Regions from separate parts of the Mus musculus genome. Here all the other regions are linked to region 6. A link is a contact called in public ChIA-PET, HiChIP or PLAC-seq and promoter capture Hi-C data. All regions are on one chromosome and are shown on one strand. Each heading gives the region's core, a stretch centred on a gene start, on an enhancer-like site or on the middle of the called end of the contact. The rest is flanking DNA. Distances are from core to core; before and after follow the strand shown. Region 1 overlaps Trio (triple functional domain (PTPRF interacting)). Region 2 has its middle 160 kb from the start of Gm36899. Region 3 overlaps Trio (triple functional domain (PTPRF interacting)). Region 4 holds the start of Trio (triple functional domain (PTPRF interacting)). Region 5 has its middle 140 kb from the start of Gm36899. Region 6 holds the start of Otulin (OTU deubiquitinase with linear linkage specificity).

Region 1 (3,436 bases), core at 635-3,134, 300 kb after region 6:
CGCCACCCTAATTACATATGTGCCTCTCACTTATGCATACATGCACACATGGTTCAGTAAAGCCAACCTGATCCACAGACTGCTTTGCAGAAGAGCCCGGGGAATTGACCCAGAGCGATAAAACTCGATCCCTGAGCTATGTGAATGGATACCAGCCCAACCAAGATTGATTGTTAAGAGAAATCCTGATCCATTATCACATCAAGCATTTCATTCATTTAAATAGCCTCGCCTGGCTCCCCTTGCCTTCCACCCCACCGTGGAATTCCCGCAGGTGGCCTTGCTGTATCTGCAGCCTCCTAATCAGTGGTCAGTAGTCCTTCTGACCCCACCACTCGCCTTGAAATCGGCTTCTAGCTCACACCTCCTTCTACTGCTCTCCATAAGTTTTCCACGATGCCCCTCTGTGGCTTCTTGATGCCTTCCCGTAAGACACACACTCCCTGACATGACATAATCCTTCAGATGTGACATCTGCCTCCTGTGCAGCCTCGCTCGCTTGCCAATACTTATTCTCTCCCCAGGCGAAAATGAAAGAATCCCAACCAGACAGACGCTCAACTTCTGACCCTTTGAACTCCTACACGCATCACCAAAAACCCACTCCCATCATTCCTGTTCCCAGAAATACGTGTGCACACTGCACACACTGGGAACCCTAATACTGGATACATAACCCACTCAGCGCCTGTAGCACTCAAGCCTTTGCCACATCCTGGAAATGACCTAAATACTGGTCACAGTCACTGGGCACTGTGTCCCACCGTATGGGGAGCACGGCAGAAAACCCCAAGCAGCCATTTAACCCTAGGAAAACAACACCCTTTGCAGCTGGCAAACCTCACCACCAGTCTACAACTGGGCTCCTGAGTACAGTTCACAAAAACACAGAACTAACCATATTCTAAAGTTGCCAACCTGCTCACAATGGCCAGGCACTAAAAGTGACTGGTTCTCTTGCTGTCTCGTGTACTTAACGACGAGTCCTTCATTTGTAGTTTAAGATAGGAAAAGGTTTTACTTTGGGGTTGTTGCAATGTAATTAAAACATTATTTTCTGCCCTAATCACTGTTGGTCTCACCTCTGATGAAGGAAGGAAGGGTGGAGCATACGAAGGGAGAATGCTTAGGAGGAGGCTCATTTCTGCACTTTCACTGCAGAGAGGGGGGGGGGGGGAGCAGGAGCAGGAAGTGTGCAGGCATCAGAGGCCTGCTTCTCTGCAGTTAGCAGGGTTCACCCAAAAACAGTTGCAAGGAAATGCTTTAGTCATGAGACTTTGTGACCAGCCTGGGCTTGAGGGAACGAAGCTACGTCAACTCCACACAACTCCAGACAGAACTTCTTTGTTTTACATGTCAGCACATATGTGTCCCAAGTCCCCGAGTCCCAGAGGGCTCAAGTGGAACAGCTGACAGAACGAATCTCGGGGTTTCTGCCATATGTTTTCTGCAACAGGAACGGAACACAACTTAAACTTCTGTGAGTGCGAGGTGTGGCCAACAGGCTTGCTTCGGTCGTGTCCGCCTGCCTGTTGGTGACCATTACTAGGAAAGACAGGAAACAAATAAGGAGAACCAAGGCTTCTGAGACTTCAGATGCCACGGGACAAAGGACTTGATCCCAGCAATGAGCACCGGTTTGGATTTAAGCTCCAAATCTTATTACCTTACACATTAGTAAATCTTACGGATTATTATAGTTGATCGCCACACCAGTGTCCCTGACCCCTACGTTGGCTCCTGCCCACTTCTTTTGCTTGCTTGTAGTTCGAGACAGGGTCTCTCTTTGTAGGTCTGGCTATCCTCGAACCACCAACAAGACTTCTAGCTTCTCTAACATGTAAACTGTCAATTCAGCCCCTGTGACCTGGGTTGTGGCTGGGGACTTCCTTCCTGCAGGGGACTTCCCCGGGCTTCAGGGGCCCTGCCTATCTTGTCAGCCTCTGCTTTTACTACTCAAGGCTGAGAGTCTTAATAAGTAATCAATTAATTTGAGTGGCCACGAGTTACATCTAAACAATACTTAAATCATTATCTTGTTTATACATAAACCAAAGTTGCTAAATATTCAGCAAAATTAGGATATTGTAGGTCTGTCTGTTACAAATACACTCCAGTAAGTCACGGACCCTTAAATGTGTCAATGAGGTAAAGGCTTCATGGATTTAATTCCAACATGAAACTCACTAGAAGGGCGTATCTTTAATGAGATCCAAGAATGTGGCAGAACTTTGTAGTAGCCAGTTCCCCGATGGAGCCTCGAGCTGTTTGGTTCACTTGGCGCTCGTGTTCAGACAGAACTTTTACACACACTGATCTGCTAAGCCCTGGGGATTCCCCAACCTGCACAGTCCCTGTTTGAAGACGCTTATCGTCGAATAGAGAACAAAACATGCACGAGAGCAGAGAACAGCCTCGACTCCACTCCCAGGCGGGTCCGTCTGACAGGTGCGCATCTGGGCACGCGCTGCTGTTACTGATCTGAGGTGGGGAGGCTGTGATTAGCTGGACAATCTTAACTACCACCCGTTCCCACCCAAGCACTGCATCGTCGCTGGCATGGAAATAAACCCCAGACGACCAAGGCAAGACCCGGAACATGGAGGCCCAAGACACAGCTGACATTGTCCTTCCGTGCTTCAGCCACCCTACTTGCCTTGACAGTTCTGTCCCTGTTTTCTTAGTGTGCGCTGCAGTTCATCTGTGCTGAGGGACCAGTCACAATCAAGGTGGGCCATCCAGGTAATTTCTGGTGGGGGGGGGGGGGGTGGTGGGGCGTGGCAGGGGATGTGGAATCGTGTAAGAAACCTAGGGAGGACAACTCATGCTTCATAACTTGTTTGATTTTAGGTTGAATTCTAAACAGTCAAGTCTGACATTTTCTTCCAGGTCCTTCTATGTGGTGGAAGATGTGACTGCTGAAGAAACACTAGCCCTGACGCGATCCTACAGGCTAATGGCTTCCTGTCCAAGAAACAGGACCAGCATAACTTTGCTCATGGGTAATGAACCTGTCCAGCTGCCTCAAGATTATAGCTTTATCCCAATGTGGGCGGCATACGGCCTTGAAAGCTAAAGCCATTAATTTACTCAACACTTAACCAGGCCTGGTGCCCTGCCCTACGCCCATTTCAGAGCAGGGAAAATCACATCAGACAGGCCTGGGTGACTTCCTTTCCTGCTGGATCCTGGTAAGAGGGTAAGACACTACAGAGTATGGCGGCTGAGGAAAACCTGCTCAAGTTAACAAGAGAGAGAACACCATTTCCCTTCTCTATCCACCACCTCAACCCACCATCCCCTCATCTCCTGCAACTGCGACTGCACCTCAAATCCTCTTTCCACGCTTAGAAAAGGAAGGGCTTTTTAAAGACAGAATAAAATATGGCCGTTAAGTAAAAAAGATCTAGTAACATTCAAGGGAAATAACTGCCTT
Region 2 (3,415 bases), core at 369-2,868, 330 kb before region 6:
CATTGGCTCCTGGGTCTTATCCCTACAGGTGAATGTGGTATGAATATGAATACACTCAATTCATAGTGTTGATCCTTAGTCCTTTACATTATAAACACACACACACACACACACACACACACACACACGTACACGTACACGAGTCTAAACATTGTGTAACCTATTCTCTAACTGTTAGTAGAGAAAGGACCTTCAAACAGAGATGAACAAGTAGCAACTTATCCATGACCCTCAGTGTCTGATATGCAGGGATGTAATTCAAGCCCAACCACTTGAAGCTGGGGTTATAGCTCCTATGTGCTTGTCTAGTATGCATGAAGCCCTGGGTTTGATCTCTAGCACAACATAAAACAGTGTGGTGGTGCACACCTAATCCTAATTCGTGGGAGGAAAAGATAAGAAAATTAGAATGTGAGGGCATCCTTGGTTATGTAGTGAGTTCAAGGCCAGCCTTGAGATCTTGCCTCCAAAACTAAACAAAGCAAACCCAGAGAATAAACTGCCCTCCTCTCTATGGGAGCGATGGAGTAGCTGAATGATGTCATAGCTCCCTGTGCCCTTCATCTGAGTATGATAGCATTGTACCCAAGCTTGCCTGTAGGTAATGTAAGAACAGAAAAATATAATAGAAAAGCCAAAAGAAAGAAAAACAAGATTGGGTTTGACAAAGTTGTTGAGTTCCACCACACACACACACACACACACACACACACACACACACACCTCCTCTTCTTTTCTTGATCTACAGTTAACTTCTAGGTTCAACATGTCAGCCCAGGGCAAGAATTTAACACAAATCCCCCAAGCTCCTGGGTGGTTTACAATCTAACTATCTGGGCATGTCTACAAAGCCACTGGCAATCTTAAGTTGTGGTTCCAGACAGTTATTGAATTAAGGAAGAAACTTTTTCATTGTCTGAGTTAAATATGATCCAAATCCTTTCATGACCAATATTTTCTACCTTTTTACTTTCTCATAAGATGATGATTTATCCGGAGGAGGAAATAGATATTAGAAGCAAACGGCAAAGTCCTGCTAACTGGTGAATCCGCCACTGTAGAATTACCACCAGCAATGAGAAAACATCCATCAAGCAGACACTGCGCTGTAGAGTCTGTGAACATCAGCCAAAGCGGCAGCCGCAGTCCTGTGCTCCCAGTGTAAAGGCATTCCAAAACCAGAGAACAGAAGCCAGGGTCCCCAGTTGTCCATTTTGCTCTTCAGACGAAACCTCATTACTGTGAATCATTACGTTCTGGTAGCTTTATCTCTCCTGCCTTTAAGCCGCAAGGCTGCAAATTGCCATCTGATGCTTGGAACCTGACCATCAATAATAGGTAACTTTTGGGCTGAGACATTGTAGAAGCACAAAAGACAACCTCAATCTTTTGAAGAATACCAGGGAAAAAAAAACAATAAAAAGTGATCAAGATAGCAGGTTGGCTGCACGGACTACCTCCTTTCCTGTCCCAGCCTATAGAAATACCAGAAAAGGGTTTGGGGATATGGGGAGAGGAGGGGAGGTCTGTGAGCACCTGTGCACAGGCATCACAGGGACGTGAGGTGCTCTGAATTCTTAGTCACCAGGAAGCAGAACTCTTTGATAGGATTAGGAGGTGTGGCCTTATTGGAGGAAGTGCGTCACTGGGGGTGGGCTCTGAGAGTTTCAAAAGCCCACACCCAGGCCAGCGTTTCTTCTTTTTACTTACAATCAGGATGTAGCTCTCAGGTGTAGCTCTGCATGGCACCATGCCCCTGCCAAGACGATAATGGTCTAAACCTCTAAAACAGTAAGTAAACCCCCAATTAGATGCCTACTTTCATAAGAATTGCCTTGGTCACAGTGTCTCTTCACAGCTATAGAACTAAGACAGAGGTTCTCACTGCCTGCTTCTAGTTGCCTCCCTTCTTGCTTCCTCCCGCATCTGCCTAAGGTTCTGCCTGGCCCCCAGCTCTAGCTGCCAGCTCTTTATTATGCCAACAGCCTCAAGCCTGATCCAGTCAGCAGCAGGGCAACGCCCACTCCAGCTCTTTACTATGCAAACGACCTCCAGCCTGAACCAATCAGCAACAAGACAATGCGCACTCCAGCTCTTTACTATGCAAATGACCTCCAGCCTGAACCAATCAGCAACAAGACAACGCCCACTCCAGCTCTTTACTATGCAAATGACCTCCAACCTGAACCAAACAGTACCGGGACAACACCCAATCCATCCCTTTGGGTTGCCCTTTGGCACCGAGGGCTGCTTGACTTCCCTCCACCTTGTAGCTTGCGTTTTAGTAAGCTAATCTCAGAGAAACGTCTTTTGGGCCTTTGAAGAAAGACAAGCATTTACATAAAGAAGGCTTGTAACGGGCTATGGAGAAGACAACACCAAACATTCTGCGCAATGAGAGGATGTAGGTCATCCCAACTGTGGCAAAATCGGGTGAGGACTTCACACCACTGTGGCTCAAGGCAGAGAGCCGAAGGACAAGCCGAACACATCTTGTTATACCCAAGTTGCAGGGACCCCCAAAGACCACCGAGGAGCCAATTGCAATATAAACACACAAGGGTCTTTATTACACGTTTGCAAGCAAGGTTGCAGCGGGTCAGAGTGAGGCCCTGAGTCTAGGAGTGCAATATATGTATTATAGTTACAGCAAGCTTGTGCAATTTCCATACAGGTCAGCAAGTTAGTATTTAAAAACTGCATTTCTGGGGTAATCTGCAGGAACTGAACATGGGGACAAACCACCTGACAAACAGGATGGCTAAGTGTATTCTCTGCAGGATGTCTTAAGCTATCTCAATGTACCTTGACCCTGCTATTGTAGCCTGACGGGCTGTTGCTAAGTGCGGTGTGTTGTCATAGGATGCTTGCTCCTGAGGACTCTGTTATTTTCTTCCTGGAATTGGAGTTTAGCCCCTGGTCTGGTACAAAATGGAGTTTCTTCAGAAACGGAATTGTTTGGGCTTTACAATCTAAGGGACAAAGCGTGAGAGAAAGAACAGCCTCACTTTACAAGACCCCATTCTCAAGACTGCTAACCTGCTTCTGTGAGAACCAACCCAGTCCTGAAGGAAGGCCTTAGATCTTCTCAGTACTTAATTAATTACCTGTTAAAGACCTCATAATAGACACTGACTCCCAACAGGAGCTCCAAGGGGACAAATAGAAGTAACCAGCATTTTAAAGTAAAGAAAAACATCAGTGGGCCAGAAATCTAATCTCCAAAAGGTAGAAGGCAAATGAGATTGGTTTGACAGAGTAAAGAACCTTCCAGACTCAGCTGAGGAGAGGGAACCAGGAAAATCAGAATTGGAGATGAGGATTCCCTGATCCTGAACATTTATTCCCAGGGAGATGACGAAGCCAGCACTGTTAGAGAAACACATCTAGAACAATCTGAGCACCTAGAAAAGTC
Region 3 (3,234 bases), core at 58-2,557, 270 kb after region 6:
GATTTGCAATCTGCTTAATCTGCTGAGAGGCGTAGTGGCCCGACTCCACCAGGCGATTGGCCACTGACATTATGCGGTTTATATTTACATATACGTTCTGCGGGGGAGGCACAGGAAGAGGTTCACTGAGGGATGTGGACAGGAGACTCCCCCCAACTAAGAAACGCAGAGCCCTTGGTGAATAGCCTGCTGACAGTTCCCCAGGCTACGAGCAGCACCACCTGGTACCTATGTCAAGCATCTAACTCTCTGGATTTTCATCAACTCTGAGCTGGTTCCAAATTCTATTTTTAAAACTGTAAAATTATCAATCAACTCACTGAAAGGCATAATTGTTAACCACAAAGCAATCAGATACACAAGTGGGTATGCAGAAATACACTGTTACTCACTTCCTGGCTTCAGACCCTCATGAGGATCCAGATGGCAGGCCTTTTAACAATCACAAAGAACTGAAGGAACCGGCTAGAACCCAGGAATTCAAACTTATGTACTTAGCAACCAAAGGTTATTTGTGTGAAGACAAGTTCTCCTTTCTGTAAAACTCAAGCCACCTTTTTGTACCAACAGGAAATCTTCAGATGGAGCCACTTTCTCCCAGGAGTAGGAGTTAAGGTGTAGAAGGGCTGGTGCTGCATTCAGATCAAGCAAAGCTCCTCTGCTCTGACTACCGCCCTGCCCAGGTCTACCAGTTGACCGGAAAACTAAGCATACAGGCTTTAAGTTCAAAATGAAACCTGCACTTTCCTCTTGTGCACAGCACAGTGCACTTACAATTGTGAACTTACAATTGTGTACTGCATGATCTTATAGTTGTGCATGTGATCTTACAGTTGTGTAGTGTGATGTGACAGTTGTGTACACTTCTGCTTCCTGTGCACACTTCTGTTTCCGCTTCTCTCTCCATCTGTTCTTACATTCAACAAACTTGTTGAATGTTACTTGTGGGATAACATGGAGTGTTGGCACACAGTCAACAAATTTCGAACTACTCATGTATTTTTATTTTTGACCTTGTCCTGTTCCTGTCTGTGCGACCCCTGAGTGGGAGATAAATCTTTGCCTCCTGCTACTCACTACTAACTTAGCCAGCCTGCCCAATTCCTTCCTCTCGGGGCTCCTCTTCTTCCCACCCCTCTGAGCCACACTGCCACTAGTCTGCAGTGGCCCCCTCCTTACCACAGCTCACTGAGTCCTAACCCTAGCACACAGAACTCTCTCCTTGGCTTCCTTTGCACCTTCATTTGCTGATCTTTTCTGTTATCATCCAACCAGAACCCGGTGGAGTTGCCTTGGCACAGACAAGCCCCGCCCACATTCCTTTGCTACAAACTCATGGACCATTCATGTCCTAAGCAGCAGAGGCAGAGGTTACTCCATGGAGGTGTGACAGTAGTGAGAACAGGCTCCTGGCTTGTGTGGGTATGTTAATTAAAATATATTTAACTAGCTTCCTTTAAATTGAGAGCAGTGTGCTCTGGGTTTGGGATGTCTCCCAAAGATTCCCATGCGGAGCATTTGCTAAGCTTTGTCCTTAGCAGATAGCACTAGTAGAGACGGGTCTAGCTATAGGAAGCAGGTGAGCCTCTGCAAGATCTATTGGGAGCCTTGCTCCCTTCCCTTTGTTTGCTTCCTGGACCCCATGAGGCAGCCCTGACCCACACTCACTTCCTGCCTTCGACACATGATTAGTGTCAGAAATAAGAGCCAAGCCAGCCTGGGCTGAAAGCTCAGAAACTGAACTCTGTATCTTCCCTGCATTGGCTATGGATCTCAGGCACCCTGTCACCATGGGAAGCTGACGCCTGTATCTTCTCTGCTCGGGCTGCAGATCTTCATGAGGAGTGACTGAGCAGTTACCTTCCATGTTCCTCCCCTGTCCCTTATTTCTCCTTAAAGTGGCTGAATTTGCTAATGTTTTCTCTGACTCCTCAAGAGAAAAGGCTACTCTGTAGTCTATCAGAGAGTGTATGCAGAGGTTCTCACTTAGAATGGTTAGAACAAGGGAAGGGCAGCCCATTGAAATGGTCCTCCTGGGGCGGAAGAGATAGCTCAGTGATTAGGCGCACTGAATATTCTTTCAGAGGACCCAGGTTCAGTTCCAAGCACCCACCTGGCAGCTCACAACTGTCTGCAGCTCCAATATCTAACATCCTCCCCCATGCATGCATACAGGCAAAACGCCAATGCACATTAAGAAGGAGGAGGAGGAGGAAGGAAGGAAGGAAGGAAGGAAGGAAGGAAGGAAGGAAGGAAGGATCCTCCTGGGGGACTACAGATGCTCATACATAGACTTGAATCTATAGTCCTTTGTCAGGTTCATTTCCTGATCAGACTATGCCGGTCTTTGTGCCTCTCATTTCCCGTGGTCTAGCATTTTCAGCACAACCAGAGGCATGGTGAGCCACACAGCCCTTCAGAGCCTGCACACGGCTCTGCCATGCGTCATCCCTCCCACAAGGACCTACGCTTTAGCTCTTACCCTCAAGCTTGTATGTTATGCTAGAATGAGCATCATTCTTGATCTTGCTTAATGTGGTTCCTTTAAAGATTCCCTATGCACAGACTTGCATTTAGTCTTCTATGCTTTAAGGTTCCTCAAAACACTCCAGGCAGTAGGACAAAAGACCAAAAGCTAGTGGGCCACATTTGCCAGGCATGCGTGATGGCTGAAGCCTCATGCAGGTGTCAGAACAGGGGACGAGAAAAGCCCAGAAAGCTCCTGACCTGCTGTCCACAGCGCATCCTAACTGAGGCGTAACTGAGAACGGTAACACAGACGTAATGTTGAAAATAAAAAGATGAGAGCTGAGGAGGAGGGAGGGGAGGAGGGAGGAAGGGGAGGACGGAAGAGAAGAGACATCTCTCACATTTTTAGGAGTGCCTTACCTGCTTTAACTGGGTAGCATCACAGGTGTTAGTTATGATTTCTTGAGCACTAACTACATCTTGCAAAGTATACTAAAGTGCTTTATACATACAGAGTAAATACCACAAATACATCAAAAATAGATAGTGTACCCACTTCATAGATTAGGCAACTGAGGGTCAAAGAGGTCAAAGAGATCATCCAAAGTCAGACAGAAAATGAAAGAGTGGCAATGATCATTTTTATGTCCACTGTCACCCTGATGACTCCACACGACCCGTGTGAGGTACGGGTGCTCCAGCCACTAACGCCTCCCGTTTGCTAAAAACCTTTGGTGGGTCAGGATCTGTGGGATCTGACAGCGG
Region 4 (3,344 bases), core at 462-2,961, 400 kb after region 6:
TGCGGCCCTGATCTCTTCCAGTTTGGGACCTGACTTTGAAAGAGGCCACTGAGACCCTGAGCTGTCAGCCTCCCGCGCTCACCCCGGTGCAGGCCGCTCACCAGACCCCGAGGCTCTCCGTCCTCCCGGAGGCGGGCAAACAGCCTCCCCGCGCCCTCCCTGGCCCGCCCGTCCGTCCGGATCCTGACCTGGGCCGCCCTCTCTGGCTCTCCAGCGCGGAGTCTGCATCCTCACTCCCAAGCCTGGCCGGCCAGGGACTGCTCTCCGAACTGCAGGCCCCCGGCCGCCGCTGCCCTCCGCCGCCTCCCGGACGCGCAAGCAAACCGGACTGCACGCAGGGACGCGCGGACGCGAGCCGGGCTCGCGCGGGATCTGGGCCGGGCCGGGCTTGGAGGAGGCGCCGTTACCGGGGTCCCCGGGACGCCCCGTCACGCCCCCTGCGCAGCACACCAGCGCCCCTCCCGCCCGCCGGGCTCCGGGCTAGCCTCCTCCTCGGCCACCTCCGGCTCGCCAGAGCGGACCCTAAACTGCCCCTCACTGCCTCCAGGTCCACGCCACCCACGCAGTGCCCGCCAGCCCTGGTCCCACGCCTCTCCCAAGGGCCACCACGGTCCCAGATGTCCTTCCCGGGCCTCCCCCAGAAACAATGGCTCGACCCGACCGCCGCCTCAGCTCGGCCACCGTCCTCGGTTCCTGGGCTGAGGTGCGATGGCTGCCCCGTTTCACAGAACCGTACACCAAGGCTGGATGACAGGCTAGAGCCCCGAGTCGGGACACTCGCTGATAATGGGGTTGGTGGTCCAGCTACCAGCGGCCCAAAAGCTATTACAGGGCAGAGCTGCTGTCCCCGGTCCCGGTGAGCTCGTCCTCCGGGACACCGGCCTCCGCCCACGCCGTCCCCGCCGCCGCCTCCTCGGCCCTCCAGCAAGAGACAAAGAGCCGGCGCCCCTACCCGCGGGGCCGTGGCCGCTGAAACGGGAGGCCGAGGGGTGTCTAGCCTGGCACGAGGGGCGAGCGCCGGGAAAGCGAGTGAAGGCGCCCGGGACGAGCCGCAGCACAAGGGCGGCGTGGGTAACCTGACACGCCGGCGTGGATCGCAGAGCCCCGATGCGGCGACAGGGACGAGAGCGCGCAGGGCTATACCGGGCCGGAGATCCGGGCGCGCCGGGCCGGCCGAGCGCGCGGGGCAACCGCGGTACTCACCGGATCGGAAGAAGGCCGCGATGTCGGCTAGGTCCTTGGCGGCCTCCTCGGCGCCCTCGCCGGCGCCGCCCCCGCAGCCGGAGCCCGCCGCGCTGGCCGCTGCCGCGGGGCCGGAGGACGCGGCCGGGGCGGTGGCACCGCCGCTGCTGCCGCTCATGGCTTCGGCGGCGGACGAGCCCGCCTCGGGCCCCGCGCCCCTAGCTCCGCGCACCCAGCCGCCTGCGCCTGGCCTGGCGGCGCCGAGCACCCAGCTGCCCGCGCCCGGCGCGCGGACGCACAGCCCCGGGGCGGCGGGCGGCGGCGGCTCGGCCCGAGGAGCGCGCCCACATAGACGAGGACACCGCCCGGGAGCCGCGAGCCTGGCGCGGAGCGGGCGCGCGGAGCCACGGCCTCGGCGTGGCCGGCCGGGGCACGGGCAGCGGCGCGGACACGCGAGGGCGGGGGCCGGGGCTGCGAAGCTCCGCGATCACGAACGCCGGCGGCAGCAGCGAGCCTCCATCTTGCTTTCCGACGGGGAAGGAAGGAGGGGGAGGGAGAAATCACGGCCGAGGGAGCCCGGGTGAAAGGAAAGGGAGAGCAGGGAAAGGAGAGGAAGGAAAAAGAGGGGCTTCGGGAATTTCCGGAGAGCTTCGTTAGCGGCCGGAGCGTGGGCTCGGCTGGTGGGCGGGGCCTTTTGTGGGCGGGTCCTGGAGGGGCGGAGCCGCGCCTGGGAGCCCGGAGGGCGAAATGGAGTGGCTGAGAGAGAACGTGGAGCGGGCCAGGTCTCCTCCTCCAGGGCTGCTCCAAACCTGGGAGGAGCAGGAACAAGTGTGACCGAGCCACACTGGCCTTCCAGGACGGGCACTGCGCCCCCTGCCAGGACTCTCGCGCCTGCACTGCAAGCGGTCCTAGCGCTGGAGCGTTTTCATTATTATTTATGTCACCCGCGGGGCCGAGCGACCAGGATATGGAGCTGGTGTGGCCTTCGCAGGCACAGCGCTGTCACTGGCATGTAGAAGGGGCGGGATAATTGTTGAATGAGCAGAGAGGCAGTGAAAACAGATTATCTGCTCTAGTCTACCGTCTCCTTGTATGTAAAAAGCAGGCGCGAGAGAGGGGGTGCTTGCGGGGAATCCCCATCTCCCAAGTGTGCTGGGTCCTCAGGCTACCCAGATGTAGTGGGAAGATGATGGAGGCAGGGGAGACCAGAGGAAAGGGACTTTTAAAGAAAATGTACGTTAAATCAGATGTGTGGAATATCAAATTCTGCTTTATGTCACGGCTGCAAGATGAGTGCAGTGAAGGAATGGGCGCCGGGTAATTGAGAATCACATGCAGGAGAAAACAGATCAACAAATTCCATCAAACTACACCCCGCACCTATGTTTAACGGGAGAACGATGATTAAGTGACCACCAGATCTTTTCCCCTTGGCAGTCTCAGACAAGCAAGGGAAAAGGGCTAGAAGGCTTGGTTTCGGTCAGGATGAAGTTTGAAGACACCCATAGGAATTTGTGTTCACCTTGCAATAGGTGTGTGTAAAGATCTACAGCTGTGTGCTTATATTTTGGACCGCATGATAGTACATATGCCTGTATTTTCTTGCTCTGTCAATTAATTGGCCCTGGAAACACCTAGCGTTTTGATGACTGTCTCTCTGCCTCTCATGTGTGCCTGCACGCACTATCGACATTTGTGTTTTGGGTCTGTGTTTATATGAATACAAGAGGTAGGTACCCAGTGTCTAACTCAGTCATCCACTTCTCACCTTAGTTTTTTTGGAGCAGAGTCTCTCACTGAATCTGGAGTTCCTTGGTTAGTTAGACAGTTGACTAGCAATACATAAAGATCCTCCCATCTCTGCCTCCCTAGTGCCCAAGCTGCAGTAAAAAGCTGGAATACCGAGGAACTGAATTCAGGTTCCCATGCTTGCAGAGTAAGTATTTTACCACAGATGGAGCGTTTCTATGGTTCTCAGATCTTGTTTTTAATACTTTCCTCCAATTAAAGGAATTCAGGCTCTTTGGGAAAATGGGTGATTCTGGTAGTGGGGCAGGAAGTATTTAACATGAGCACCCTGTTGTGCCAGAAGGTAAGGAAATGACTTCCCAAGGGGGGGGGGGGGAAGCAGCACAGAAAAAGATTACCCAGGACACAAAGGA
Region 5 (3,768 bases), core at 137-2,636, 310 kb before region 6:
CATTGTTCTCTACACAGAGGTGTTCCTGCACACACCTGACCATGCACATGCGTACATACAAAAAGAAGGAGGAGGAGGCAGAGGAGGAATTGATGGTGCTGGTGAGTATAAACAGTTGAATAATCACGATGTCTCTTGGGTCTGAGGCTGAAGGAACTGATGATATAGGGTAGGCTTGTAAGTTGAGCAAGCTTTGGGCACCAGTAGATTTCTTTTTTTATTTATTTTTTTGAGATGAGGTCTTGTTAGGTGAACACCACCATGCCCAGCTTCCACCCATGGATATTAATGGGTTCATGCTTTCGCAGGGAGAAGACATTTCTCACATAGTTGTACAACTTCTGCTTCTGTGTAATGTTGGAGAACAACAATTTTAAATAAACTCCTTCTCTTCTCATAAAAGTTGATCTCAATACACGAGCTGGTCCGAGCCGCACCCCCCCACACACACACACACACATATATACGGCCTAGTCTGGCCTCAGTGGGAGAAGATGCGCCTAACCCTCATGAGACTTGAGGGCCCAGGGAGTGGGGAGGACTGGTGATGGACGGGGGTAGGGGAGGAGGAATGGGATGAGGAATTGTGGGTGTGCAGACTGGGGTGGGGGGGGCAACAACTAAACTCTAAAAAAATAAAAATAATAAAAAACAGTTGATCTCAGTATTTTAAGAATTGGAATGACATAAACACAGCATTGTGACGTAAATCAGCCATCTTGTGTAGCTAATTTGAGATTTTCCTGGGAAGAAATTACACCTTACCCTTCCTTTGCTTGGGAAACCAAGTTCCTTTTGTTGCTTTTTAATTTTAACCTTAATCTCCTTTCTCAAGTCAACAGTACGGCTTTGAAGAATTCCACCCTCCCCTCCAGCCCTCATCAAATCCTTTTTGATTATTATGTGGAGAGCCTAGCCCTCCTTTTACCAGAATATCCTACCCCACCTCGTGATAGGGCAGGCTAGCCTAACCACTTCCCGCGACTTGGACACTTTTAAGCTGTGTCTTCCTCAGAAAACCAGATGCTCTGAGCTTAGTGCCAAGACAGCTTTCCACCTAGAGGCACAGAAAACCAGGATAGTGTTTGAGCATCATTGCTAAGTGATAATGTTTCTCTGTTCTCAGTGAATAAGGACAGGTTTGCCAAAGCAGTATTTTTCTTTTAAAGGGAAGGGAAGAGAAGAGAGCCTTAAGGAACACAGTCTCTTATTGTTGAAAAATTACTTTGAGTTCTTCATCTCTCCTCCCTGCCTGCCCACATCACTGCAGCAACTACAAGAATCCAACAGAGCCAAAACACACTGGCCGAGTGGAACCACAGTCCTTCCTGATGTGCCCCACGCTCAGCCTCTGGGTGACGGAAGGGAGTTAGTCATGCACAAACAAGAGCATCCCTGAGCTAGCTTCATTTGCTTGGAATCCAAGAATCACCACCCACACAGTGGCAAGCCTAGAGTGCTGGTGACTCTTCTCTTTCCTTTCTTCATTTAATCAGTCAACACGGAGACAGGCCCTCCAGGAAGAGGCTCGAGTGGAGGAGTGTCCACGGTGGTCCAGAATGCCAAATCAACTCAGAAAAATAATACGGGAACTCAGGGATGGGTAGGAGGTATCAAAGATAAACTTCTAATCCAAAGGACAGGAGGCGGGCTACTCGAAAAGGCATCCTGGAAAGAGAAACGGACTCCTTTTCTTTCCTGGAATCAATGGGATACTTGAAATCTATGGATCTAGAGGTCAAAATATTTTCAAAGGTAGGCATGGTGCCACATACATGCCTGAAATCTCAGCACACAGGAGGCTGGGGTGAATGGTTCACAGGTTCAAAGCTAGCCAGGGTACTTAGTAAAATACTTAGTAAAATACTACATTCAAAAAACATATAAACACAGGAGCTAAGGAGGTGGCTGAGTCAGAAAAGTGCATACTATATAAGTAAGAAGCCCTGAGTTCAGATCTCATGGCAGCAGAGGCTGTAGCCCTAGCACTGTAGAAAGGGAGGAAGGCAGAACCCGGAAGCTCGTTCATTATCCAGTTTAACTAGAACACTGAGCTCCAGATTCGTCGAGAGACATTGTCTCAAGAAATAAGATGAGGTCTACACGGGAAGGTGTTCATCAGCCTTTAGCTGACACGCACTCTCTCTCTCTCTCTCTCTCTCTCTCTCTCTCTCTCTCTCTCTCTCTCACACACACACACACACACACACACACACACACACACTTCATGTGCTTAAGGAAGTCCCTGTGTGCCCAAGAGATTACCTCTCAATCTAACAGGCTCCAAAAACACAGTCAAATTCCATTGGAAAAATGAGTTCCAGAGCTGTGATTTCACCTGGGGATTAATTTTTGCTAATTTACCTTCATTTCTTCACACGGGACTTAAACCATAAATCCTGTCTACACAGGTATGTCTTTACTTACAACACCTTGGTAAAGAAAACAGTAATTTCCTGCTCAATTAAACAAGGTTCTTGCAGATGCTTGTTATCAACATTCTGCCAAAGCCAAAACAGACATAGGCTGTGATGGTTGGGCAGACTTTAAATGGGAGCATTCAATCCCAACGGGTGTGTCCTGATGTGATCATTACTTTGGGGACAGGTACTGTGTGCCTTTCCAGTCTAAGTTGTTCGGCTTCAAATACATTTTGCCTATCACTTAGGGGGACAAGTAAAAGCCTTTGTGAACTGCCTATAAAATTCCCAGCACAAGCTAAGTCATAGGCTCAGTTAGTTCATTTTTCCATTGCACCCATCTTCCCCAGAGCTTTAAAAAAATAATTGAGACTTTAATTAAAGACAAATTGTATTAGTCTTTTAAGGATGGAGAAGCCAAGACGCTCGCGCAAAATGAGTCATGGCTGGGGAAAGAATCAAACTCTATTTGCAAGTACTGTTTTTTTTTTTTATATCAATTCATTAGCTGTTACTTATTTCTTGCATTCCCTTTTAAGAAGATGGTTTCTGTATTTGTAATACAACGTAACTCTGCAAAAGAAATTGTATAGTATGAAAACAGACATCAGGATTCACTTCAATTATGTAGTACACTGTACTAAAAAATCCTGTTGCTTGTTATATATTTTTTTAATCTTTCTGAGTATATGGATATGCTAAATCCTCTTGGTAGCATACTAAGGGTCTGAGTGAAGCCTGTTTCTGTTCTCCATACAGCACAGTGCTGGTCTACTACTGTACTTTGTTTAGTGGAGCAAATATTAAACCAAGAAATACACAGTTAGGGGTTGGAGATATGGCTCAGTAGTCATGAGTGCTTGTTGCTCGTGCAGAGAGGACCAGAGTTCAGTTCCCAGCACCCATATCAGGTGGCTCAGTATGGTCTGTAGCTCCAACTCCAGGAGATCCAACATTTTCTCTGGCCTTTACAGAGCATGCTCCTGCACTTATTCACACGTGGTCACACACATATGCACACATGAATACAACTAAAATCTCCTTTAGAGAGAGAAAATGATAGGTAATTCTAGATGGCCAGACAGGAATACACCATTTTGTGATGGGGCAGCTCTTTGGGGACATTTTACTTGGCAGATCTTTGTCTGTCTGTCTGTCTCCTCCCCCCTTATCCTTCATCTTCCTCCCACTCACTAGACAGTCTAAGTTCTAAAGGGTCTACCCAAATGGTGGAGATGTAAACTGGTAAAACTTCCTTGAGATTCCCAGAACCCACTATATCTGCTGTTCTCTGTCCATAGTCTTTAGCTAATTAGGTGCAGGAGGCCCATGACTCTGTTGTGTTTGG
Region 6 (3,388 bases), core at 208-2,707:
TGGGCATCCAGGAAAGGAATGGACTAGGAAAGCAGGCTGAAAGGCAGAGCCGTCAGGAAGCAGAGGAAGAGCAGAGGAAAGAGACATCTCTAACCTAGACAGTTTCAACCTGGCAACCACAGACTAGACCAACTCAAACATGGCCCTGTAATATAAAGGAGCTCAATAGAAAGAAAAATAAGTGTCCCTACTTAAGAATCAGGACATTTCATTTAAAAAAACCAGGCTATCTAGATTCATTGACTACAGCAACTATGGCTGAAGCTTAGATAATGCTGACCCAAATAAAGAGCTAAAAGCTCCCCAAGTCCCAAAGCTAACAGACAATGTCACTAACGCTAATTGGCAGCCTAGCTCTTAGAGAAGGTTAAGGCTTCCCACTCTATACCTTTCCTGTTACCACTAGCTCATTACAGGAATAATTACCATCACACTCGGGCGCTCAATAAACGAAAGCGGTCAAAGCCCACCGCAAAGCACCTCACAACTGAGCTGCTATTATATCCCGTCTTCCTTAACAAGGCTTCAAAAGACCCCTTCTTAGGAAATTGAAAGAGCTCTAAAGGTCCATCTAGACACACCTTATGCTTTAACTTTTGGATCATAAGAAAACTGACTGTCGGAGCTTTTGATTTTCTAAGTCCAAAGACATCTAGAACTGTGCCACGAACTCAGTAGACACCTCCAAACCCTGCACAGTGAAATCGCTTCTAACTTACTGTTTTTCTTCACAGTCAATAAGGAACTGCTCTAAAACTGTGTGCCTGTGTGTGTGTGTGTGTGTGTGTGTGTGTGTAAAAGCAAAGAGTGGTAGGAATACCTAGCCAGGGTCTGACGGGGTAAAACGGAGAGGGCCAGCCTGTGGCCAAAGTCTGTCCAACAGGTGGGAAACTCTTCAAGTGGTGACATCGCAGGACAATTCTGTGGCTGTTACTGGGGCGAACTCACTTCCTCCGAGCTAGGTTAGGGGAAAAGAGCTACAGGGAGTCAGTGGATCATTAAAGGGGCCTCTCTGGATTTCTTTCCCAAATTCCTAGCGCTTTCCCTAACTTCAGGATTGGACAGTTGTCAAAGCGGGAGTGTGGCGGCCTGGGTGACCGAGCTGTGACAGGGTCCACACTCCCGACTCTCTACTGCTCGGTCTGGGTAGCCGACCTGAAACCGAGGGAACCCACGCAGCCCCGCGCCCGCGCCCGCTCCCACGCCCGCCCCGCTCACTCACTGCTCGGCCGGGCATCGCGTCGCGGCCCGGGGCTGCGCGCCGGCCGTCACCTTCCCGCCGTCCCGCGCCGCGGCCCCGGCCTCGCGCGCCGGCGTCTCGGCGCAGCTTGCACCGGGCCACGCTCCGGGCTGGGGCATGGTTCCCCGACTCATCCGCGGCCACGCCGGGCCCTGCCGTCCCGCCGTCCGGAGCCGTGGCTGCGCTGCCCCGCACCCCGCGAGGTCCGCAGAGCGCTTCCGTAAGCGTCACTGTGGCCCGCCCCGCGACCTTTGACCTGCAGCAAGGGGGCGTGGCGAGAGGCTAGGGGACCTGGAACGGGCGGGGCTGGGAATGGAGGGAGGACGCCTGCGCAGAGCGGATTTGAGCCGCGGAGCCTGGAGCGGCCCGCGCCGTGTGCCCACTGCGCATGTCCGGGCTCAGTAGGTGGTGTTGGGGGATGTTGGAGGCTGGGCAGGACACGCGGCTGGGCGGTGTGGAGTTGAGAGAGTTAGGATGCCGGGTAGTACTTACCTCGGTACAGAACTTCATCCTTGGTCCCCTAAAAGTTCTGCTGGCACCGTTCCTCAGTGCCAGCGCGGCCTCTGGAGCCCACGTGGCCTTGACCTCGGCTGTGGGGTCGTAGTTGAGCAAGCACAACATTCTGTGCCATCTTGAATTAGATTGCTTCATGTGATCGATTTAAGAGTAAGAGTAAAGGGCTGACATTAACAGATTTCCAAGGTATGACCGTGGAGGCGCAGAAGCCGGGGAGAGTGGGTGAGTTAGTAGGCATGGCTCCAGCCTTGAGGCAGAACCCGAGTATGGAGCAATAGCGAGGCAGGGACATTTCGGAAGCCTGCAGATAGGTTCAGGGGCAGAACCGAAAAGTAAGATTGGAAGTCAGATCATAAAAAGCCAAGTTTAGATTGATAAGCTTGAGCTTCGTCTTTTCCGTGTTCTCTCTATAAGGCCATTTATGAAAGATCATTTTTGCCTGCAGTTAAATATTAAAGCATAGGACTAAACTGATGTTCAGAGGTGAGGGGAGCACACTAGTGTTAAACATCCCCAAGGCTGATTGGGTGATTAAAACGTCCTTGATTATGGAGAGCTAGAATATTACCGATTAGGAGTAAGCTGCACAGTCTTGGGCGATCTTCAGTTCTCCTTAATAGCCATTTATTGCCAACCTCATTATAGCTTTTAGGTAAATCATTGGGATCTACAGACTTACGGCCAGAATAACATCAGATCACATAACAAACATTTAACAAACATTTCTACCATCTACCTGATGCGTTTTAGAAAGACCTTTGACTTAATGTTTGATTTGTTCTGTTACTATTTAAAAAAACAAACAAACAAACAAAAAAGCAAGGAAGCCATTAGGCTGGAGCATATGGAGACTATTTGGAATAAGTCAAATCTGTGTTCCTGGACCATTGTGCCTCATATTTCCTTGGCTCCAGACTAAACTATCTTACTTTCTTTCAGGGGAGGGCTATGTTCTTTGTAAAGAACCTGTAAAGATAAACTCGGGGAGGTGGGAACATAAGAGGATAAACTATAGAAAGAACATTTGTGCTGGGTGAGATGGTGCACGCCTTTAATCCCACCACTTGGGAGGCAGAGGCAGGCGAATTTCTGAGTTCGAGGCCAGCATGGTCTACAAAGTGAGTTTCAGGACAGCCAGGGCTACACAGAGAAACCCTGCCTCAAAAAAACAAAACAAAACAAAACAAAACAAAAACAAAAACAAGAGAAAGAAAGAAAGAAAGAAAGAAAGAAAGAAAGAAAGAAAGAACGTTTGTCTTGAGACAAATAACTCTGAGGTGTTCTTTTCCTTTTTTTTTTTTTTCTTTAAAAAGTAAGAAACACACCTGCTGAAAATTCAAAGCATAAAATGGTAAGCAAACTGGTTGAGGAACTTAAGGAGGAAGGATTGTAGTAGGTCATCACCCAGTTCACGTCCATCTGGAACATCCCAATCTGACTTCGGGGGGCCGGGGGATGGGGGAAGAATCTCTGTCTATGAGATTAGTAAGGTGATGTCATGTTGGATTGGGGTGTCCTGTAAAGCTATTGATTGGTGTTTTGAGAGGAGAGACTGACCACACAGACAGATAAACAGCAGAGGGAATAAAGCCATGTGGGGAAGAAGACAGAGATTGAAGGAACGCAGCTAAA

Evidence for each region. Promoter capture Hi-C pulls out the DNA fragments that hold promoters and counts their contacts. ChIA-PET counts read pairs in DNA pulled down with a chosen protein or histone mark. HiChIP or PLAC-seq counts read pairs in DNA pulled down with a chosen protein or histone mark.
Region 1: a contact with region 6 is called in an RNA polymerase II ChIA-PET map of effector CD8 T cells, with 12 read pairs. The contact joins the enhancer-like site here to the promoter of Otulin in region 6. A contact is called at or near these places in 7 of 39 promoter capture datasets (the 3T3-L1 cell line, the C10 cell line, HPC-7-derived erythroid cells and 3 more), 4 of 484 Hi-C or Micro-C datasets (B cells, CD4 T cells, CD8 T cells and 1 more), 4 of 115 datasets of contacts at active chromatin or transcription factors (effector CD8 T cells, embryonic stem cells, extraembryonic endoderm stem cells and 1 more) and 1 of 9 other capture datasets (liver).
Region 2: an H3K4me3 HiChIP or PLAC-seq map of embryonic stem cells shows a contact between it and region 6, with 4 times the contacts expected there. The contact joins the enhancer-like site here to the promoter of Otulin in region 6. A contact is called at or near these places in 19 of 39 promoter capture datasets (the 3T3-L1 cell line, the C10 cell line, the HPC-7 cell line and 11 more), 4 of 15 datasets of contacts at CTCF or cohesin (the G1E-ER4 cell line, the NIH/3T3 cell line, large pre-B cells and 1 more), 43 of 484 Hi-C or Micro-C datasets (3T3-L1-derived adipocytes, the AML12 cell line, the AtT-20 cell line and 27 more), 22 of 115 datasets of contacts at active chromatin or transcription factors (CD8 T cells, the HPC-7 cell line, the SCID.adh cell line and 16 more) and 5 of 9 other capture datasets (adipose tissue, embryonic stem cells, liver and 2 more).
Region 3: a promoter capture Hi-C map of the HPC-7 cell line shows a contact between it and region 6, with 2.9 times the contacts expected there. The contact joins the enhancer-like site here to the promoter of Otulin in region 6. A contact is called at or near these places in 7 of 39 promoter capture datasets (the C10 cell line, the HPC-7 cell line, HPC-7-derived erythroid cells and 3 more), 1 of 484 Hi-C or Micro-C datasets (CD8 T cells), 5 of 115 datasets of contacts at active chromatin or transcription factors (the 230-238 cell line, embryonic basal ganglia, large pre-B cells and 1 more) and 4 of 9 other capture datasets (adipose tissue, embryonic stem cells, liver and 1 more).
Region 4: a contact with region 6 is called in a promoter capture Hi-C map of pre-B cells. The contact joins the promoter of Trio here to the promoter of Otulin in region 6. A contact is called at or near these places in 5 of 39 promoter capture datasets (cranial neural crest, hematopoietic stem and progenitor cells, liver and 2 more), 1 of 15 datasets of contacts at CTCF or cohesin (the NIH/3T3 cell line), 6 of 484 Hi-C or Micro-C datasets (B cells, CD8 T cells, embryonic stem cells and 2 more), 2 of 115 datasets of contacts at active chromatin or transcription factors (pancreatic cancer cells and stem cell-derived neural progenitor cells) and 2 of 9 other capture datasets (adipose tissue and liver).
Region 5: a promoter capture Hi-C map of hippocampal neurons shows a contact between it and region 6, with 12 times the contacts expected there. The contact joins the enhancer-like site here to the promoter of Otulin in region 6. A contact is called at or near these places in 27 of 39 promoter capture datasets (the 3T3-L1 cell line, 3T3-L1-derived adipocytes, the C10 cell line and 16 more), 5 of 15 datasets of contacts at CTCF or cohesin (the G1E-ER4 cell line, the NIH/3T3 cell line, embryonic stem cells and 2 more), 60 of 484 Hi-C or Micro-C datasets (3T3-L1-derived adipocytes, the AML12 cell line, the AtT-20 cell line and 36 more), 32 of 115 datasets of contacts at active chromatin or transcription factors (the 230-238 cell line, CD8 T cells, the HPC-7 cell line and 23 more) and 5 of 9 other capture datasets (adipose tissue, embryonic stem cells, liver and 2 more).

The regions. Positions count from the first base shown.
Region 1 is chr15:27,924,772-27,928,207 of GRCm38.p6, forward strand. All of the region lies in intron 1 of Trio (triple functional domain (PTPRF interacting)), which reads right to left. Among named protein-coding and RNA genes, the nearest start is that of Gm29975, 69 kb to the right of the region's middle. Within about 2 kb of position 1,885, at least 145 of the 459 cell types and tissues checked have an H3K27ac peak or open chromatin away from gene starts, as enhancers often do. A contact at or near this core is called in B cells, CD8 T cells, effector CD8 T cells and 3 more, where this site is marked.
Region 2 is chr15:27,302,398-27,305,812 of GRCm38.p6, forward strand. No RefSeq gene overlaps it. Among named protein-coding and RNA genes, the nearest start is that of Gm36899, 160 kb to the right of the region's middle. Within about 2 kb of position 1,619, at least 19 of the 459 cell types and tissues checked have an H3K27ac peak or open chromatin away from gene starts, as enhancers often do. A contact at or near this core is called in differentiating embryonic stem cells and embryonic stem cells, where this site is marked.
Region 3 is chr15:27,897,929-27,901,162 of GRCm38.p6, forward strand. Trio (triple functional domain (PTPRF interacting)) reads right to left here. Exons shown (of 57, transcript NM_001081302.1): 7 at 1-97. Among named protein-coding and RNA genes, the nearest start is that of Gm29975, 96 kb to the right of the region's middle. Within about 2 kb of position 1,308, at least 11 of the 459 cell types and tissues checked have an H3K27ac peak or open chromatin away from gene starts, as enhancers often do. A contact at or near this core is called in the HPC-7 cell line, where this site is marked.
Region 4 is chr15:28,024,137-28,027,480 of GRCm38.p6, forward strand. It overlaps Trio (triple functional domain (PTPRF interacting)), which reads right to left and starts at 1,712. Exons shown (of 57, transcript NM_001081302.1): 1 at 1,204-1,712. The coding sequence starts at 1,360.
Region 5 is chr15:27,321,080-27,324,847 of GRCm38.p6, forward strand. No RefSeq gene overlaps it. Among named protein-coding and RNA genes, the nearest start is that of Gm36899, 140 kb to the right of the region's middle. Within about 2 kb of position 1,387, at least 23 of the 459 cell types and tissues checked have an H3K27ac peak or open chromatin away from gene starts, as enhancers often do. A contact at or near this core is called in the C2C12 cell line, the HL-1 cell line, the NIH/3T3 cell line and 2 more, where this site is marked.
Region 6 is chr15:27,629,236-27,632,623 of GRCm38.p6, forward strand. It overlaps Otulin (OTU deubiquitinase with linear linkage specificity), which reads right to left and starts at 1,458. Exons shown (of 7, transcript NM_001013792.2): 1 at 1,223-1,458. The coding sequence starts at 1,374.